Regions from separate parts of the Zea mays genome. Here region 1 is linked to region 2. A link is a contact called in public Hi-C data. All regions are on one chromosome and are shown on one strand. Each heading gives the region's core, a stretch centred on a gene start, on an enhancer-like site or on the middle of the called end of the contact. The rest is flanking DNA. Distances are from core to core; before and after follow the strand shown. Region 1 has its middle 72 kb from the start of LOC103629915. Region 2 holds the start of LOC100382256 (sugars will eventually be exported transporter4a).

Region 1 (2,700 bases), core at 121-2,620, 520 kb after region 2:
TGGTTTGTGTCCAGTGGCTGTAGTGCAGCCCCTGGCGCTGTTATCTTCTTCGGCGGCATGACGAATGTCGATGTTTTGCCAAAGGTTGTGGAAGTGAGTACACCGGAGGTGGGCGCCAATGTTGCAGACTTGTTCTCAAATGCTATGAATTAAGAACAAGGCAACACAAAAATAGGTTAATGGTTAATGCCCTTCGTCCTTCGAAGTATTATTTCCCTAAGGACATAACGATCTTCGAACAAAAGTCATGAAGGACGTACCTTCATCATCACAACATATATCAATGAAAGACGAAGCATATGAAACATGAGAAATAACATGAATAATCATATGACACTGTTAATATATCTTTTATTATATAATCATGAATGGATAAGAACTATATTGAATTACATTTATACCTTCGGTTTGACAGAAGGCAAAGGTACAAGCGTGATGCACGAGCGAGTACAAGTCAGCGTGAACAGTACAGGGTACTGTTCATCTATTTATAGGCACAGGACGCAGCCTGTGTAAAATTACATTTATGCCCTTTATATTTACTATTGACTCATGGACAACCCAACGAGGATTAGATAGCATTTTCCCCTTTAGGTCGGTTCCTTTTTTTACTGCTGAGCCGAAGCTCCCTTGCGCGTAGCTTCGGAGCAGCATCAACCTTCGTCTCGACCATGCTTTCCACATCGTGTACGATTTTAACCCGAGTCCGAAGGTGCCTATTCATATATTACACTTGGGAAACATTGTTAAATCATGTTTTTGAGGACCTTCGGGAGACGAAGGCCCCCAACAATATCTTAGTCAAATTATCATCATGGACCAGATTAACTTTGGTCAAGAGGATTAAACTACTAATCATAGGCTAAACCAATATTTATTTATAAAAATATGCTTTATGGTACAAATAATGTCGCCACTGCGTAGACAATTTTATTACGAAGCTAATGCAACTTGAACGGGTTAAATCGGAGTTAAAACGCGAAAGAGATTTTTTAACCCTTTGTATTTATTTTTATATTATAAATCAATTTCTAGAATTCCTTTATAAAGTTAGGGGCTATTTTACAAAATTCTGGGACCTAAATGTAAGGATTCCATTATAGCCATGGACGGTGGATTAGTATTTGAGTTCCTCAAGGGCTTTTATGTAAAGAGGCGTGCGGCGAAGGGGTATGATTTATTATGGGCCGCTCAGATCTAAATCATCGGCACAGATTAGACCATTCATCCAAGTGAACCGGTTGCGCTATCGGCCGTTGATTGTGAGATTTGCGGTGAGGATTTAATTAAAACGAGATCCACCCATGATCCTCCGATTCGAATCCAACGCACCTGCTTTGAACACTGACATGGTACCCTCATATTTAATCCAGACCGTCAATCAAGGGCGGACGGCCACCGCGCTCTCCTCCTTCCCACGATGCCTCCCAGGCAGCGCCGCCCCGCAAGCACGGCGGAGGGTATGTCGGAGCGTTGCGATTTCGCATAGCAATGCCCCATCTCATGCGTAGTGGTGAACCCAGCAGACTAGATCAGGGTGACGTACCGGCGGGTGAGGAGTCGACAATTCCTAGACACGGCATCATGCGGCACAGCGGCGGTGGAGAAGATCCGGCGAGAAATCGCCATGCCTTCACAGTCTCCTGCGCTCAGCGATGTAGTTCCCCATGTTCACCACCTCCTAGCACACCTCCCACATCGCACGTAAGTCACCAATCTACGCTGTGCTCAACTAGCGACGGTGGCGGTGGTCGGGACCCTCTCTGTTCTCTCTCTACGTGAGCCCTTGGTTCATGGTGCTCTCCCGTGATGAAGACAACTAGGGGGTGCTGTGCTCAGTAGTTATCTGTCGGGGCCAAGGAATCCGCAAGACCGGTAGCAGAGCAACGCGGGAACCACGGCATGCGTTTGCGACAGATCCCGACATTGGTGGGTTTGAGGTTGACGCTGACGGTGCGGGCCCAATGGCCGGTGTCACGGCGTGCGTCCAGTGTAGATGTGGCGGGAGCGGCCTATGATGGGTGGGCCCCACATGTCGGCACGGAAGCTGAGCAGGCTGGTACAGAAGAGTAGTAAATGGGCCAGGGAGGGAATTCAGCCAAGGTAGTGTAGGTCTTCTTTTTTTTCTTTCTTTTTATGTTTTCTTATTCCCCCAATAATTTCCAAAACTAAATTTTGAATTTAATCTTAGATTTAGATCACTTTTGTACTTCAAACTCACGTTAAATACATAATCAAAACTTCAACATGGATGCAGAGTTTACTTTACATACATTAATTATTTTATCCATGCTTTGAAACATGTAACTCAATAAGGGACAATTCATACATTATTCATTTTTTAGAAAAAAATATTACTTCTTGAGTGTATCAATATTGAAAAATACATTCGAACATTTATTACTTATTTAATTTAGAATAAGTTGATATAAAATCTTACCAAGTGTTATTAAAATATTTATAAAGAGTGCTTTATAGCTTAGAAAGGGAGTAATAAATAGATTGAAAGTCTTACTTTTATTCTGTGTTCCAAAATGTTAGTTTAAAATTTTGGATCTAAGTTTTGAATACCAACTCTTCATATAACTTTGGAGAGATGTACTTTATAAAGAAAAAAGGAATCTATTAAAAGACATTTTATCTCAAACTTTATTTTTGGCAATAATCCTTATAAACCTCAAAATAGGATTTTGGGTGTTA
Region 2 (2,700 bases), core at 39-2,538:
GAGGACGCAGAGGATGCCGACCACCATGGACCTGCGCTCGTGCGTGTGCGCCAGGCTGAGCACCAGCGCGGCGACGGCGCCGACGAAGCCCACCTCGGCGGCCAGCAGCAGGACCACCTTGCGCCGCGCAGCCCCCACCGAGTAGAGGAGGAAGAGCGCCACGTAGGTCAGCTGGATCGCCATGCCGGTGCCGTTGATGGTGATCACCAGCATGCTGTGCGGGTGCACCGCCGGCAGCCCGTACAGCACCCACATCATGCAGTTCAGCAGCGTCGCCACGTACGGGATCGGCGAGTACTGCTCCACCGACCCTTTCTTCCAGATGCGGATGAACGTAGGCCTGTACGTCACATGTATATATATGTGAGTGTTATATATGCATTCATACATGCCATGCATACGTCGTACGAATTGTCGAATTGTATGTATGTATGCGCACGTACTAGCTAGTACTATGATTATATTGTTGCATGTTTTTTAAAACTTATTTTTTTTTTTGTTTCTTACTGTACTGAGAGACAAAATGAATGAATTGATTCTTACACTGGGGAGAGGAAGAGCACGAGTGCAGTTCCATTGCCTGCAACAAATAGTAGACAAAAACAAAAAATTAACAGAGAGGTGAATATTTAATAACCAGCTTGACGCAAGAACGAACTCTGCAATTGAATCATACTGTAGTGAAAAAAAACATGACCAAGCTAGTATGAGAAACAAAAATGTTTAGATCTCCAGGAAACCCGGGGAATTAATAGGTTAAGGCTTCATTGACAAGGATATGAAAAAGAGCTTGTGACGAGGACATCTGGAATTCTAGACATGCATGTGCAAAGCTTGGCAAAAGGAAAAAAAGAGGTGGATAGAAACTAATAAAGGAGGAAGTGAGCGCGTGCAGGCAGGAAGGCTGGAGCATGAAAACAGCCCGGCAACCCACATGACCTGCTAGTGCCATCTACCAAAGGGAGGCAGCAAGCAACCAGCAGGCTCCAGGCTGGCCTTCTCTGCTGCATACATGTTGCAGCATGCTCTGTGCGTATATGCGCGTTCTATGCAGAGGTACGGTACGGTACGGTACAGTCCGCGCAGGTATTGACGATTACTCACCGATGACGCCGATGGCCGTGCGGATGGTGTCCGGGGAGATCATGGTCGCCGCTGGCTTGGGGAAGCTGATGGCGCGAGGGAGAAGACGATGGGAGATATGGGTAGGACGACGCTGGTGAATTATGGAACGGAGGCGGGACACAAGAGACGAGGGATGGAACGAGAATTGAATGAGCTGATGAAGCTCCTCTCTGGTTCTTGGTGAGTGATGAGCGAGTGAAGCAGGGGGGCTGCTTAAATAGAATAGAGGTGGCTGGTGGTTCCCCTCCAACGCTCTGGCCACGGCCGGCCGCGGGTATCGGGGCCCGCCCTCGCCTCCAGCTCTATCTCTATCTGACTCCCTCTCGCTATCCTGCTGTGTAATCAGCTCTCCCTCTCAAGCGTCTCCTTTTTTCGGTGTACACACTGTTCCTCTCGGTGGGTCTATCTAACATAACAGCGGGCACCCAACTCAGGGAACTAGAATGGATCGGAGCCAGCCACACCTAGCCGGCCAACTCTCTCGTGTTCCTCTTTTCCTTTTCATCTCTGTTTCTTTCTTCACTCTTGTAAGTTAGGTGCAGCATCACAGCGTTTGCACCGTGTCGGGGTTCAGTCGATCTTGTTTACACATCTCGGGAGAAGCACAATTTTCTTCGTAGCTACCAACACTAGGCACGAACGGCCTCACGTACAAAATCTCATCAGCCATGTGGACATTATTACAAGTTTGTATTTATCATCTGCAGTACAACCAACAAACAAAATACGACAGAATACATACCAAAAGCATCATCATACATTGGACATAATAACACCCTCTAGCAGATTGACAGTACTAGGGTCTTCAAAGCCTTGTAATGGTGTCTTTTAGAGGTTGTTTTGTGTAAAATTAGTCATATTTTGTAAAAGTCATTGTATTCCTTGATATTTAACAAATATTCCTTGATAAAAACCACAAGGGGAACTTGATTAGAAAAAAAAAAGGCATGGACATAAGCCCTACTCGCGATCTGTGTCAACAATCTGATGAAGACAGCTATCACATAATCTTCAGATGCCCAATCGCCCGCTCGTTCTGGCACGAGTTTGGCGGTGCCCCAACCGAACATCTGACGACCAGCAGACCTTGGGAGATTAAGCTGCCTTCGTTCCCACATCGCATATCAGCACAGGAACACCGTCATCCATTTATGTTGCTGAACCTGTGGATAAACCGGCACGCAACAGTGTTTCGAGGTGCAAAACCATCCATCCAACGACTTGGGTTCTGTTTGTTTCCTTATATGATTATATAATTCAGCTTATAAGATTATATAAGCATCTAATGACCTATTTATAGATTATTATAATTTAAGTATCTTGATTATATAATCCACCTAATAATCTATGTAGTTCGTTTGTCTATTAACTTATTTGAGCTGAATTATATAATCTAGAGGATAAACAACAGGGCCTTCATCGACAATGTGCTAAAGAGGCTCGACTTTGGGGATGCAGAATTATAGGACAAGCTAGTGAAGTTGGAGTCTGGTGTAGTTACTTCAATTCAATATAATGTAATCTTCCCTATAATCTCACCACCCAATAATGTAATCTAATCCTCCTTTCCTGTAA

The links. Hi-C and Micro-C count contacts between places; a contact is called where the count stands out from the background.
Region 1: a Hi-C map of leaf shows a contact between it and region 2, with 2.4 times the contacts expected there. The contact joins the enhancer-like site here to the promoter of LOC100382256 in region 2. A contact is called at or near these places in 2 of 25 Hi-C or Micro-C datasets (both in leaf).

The regions. Positions count from the first base shown.
Region 1 is chr5:130,067,806-130,070,505 of Zm-B73-REFERENCE-NAM-5.0, forward strand. No RefSeq gene overlaps it. Among protein-coding and RNA genes, the nearest start is that of LOC103629915, 72 kb to the left of the region's middle. Within about 2 kb of position 1,371, at least 16 of the 20 cell types and tissues checked have an H3K27ac peak or open chromatin away from gene starts, as enhancers often do. A contact at or near this core is called in leaf, where this site is marked.
Region 2 is chr5:129,543,217-129,545,916 of Zm-B73-REFERENCE-NAM-5.0, forward strand. It overlaps LOC100382256 (sugars will eventually be exported transporter4a), which reads right to left and starts at 1,289. Exons shown (of 5, transcript NM_001175008.1): 1 at 1,105-1,289; 2 at 544-580; 3 at 1-340. The coding sequence starts at 1,147.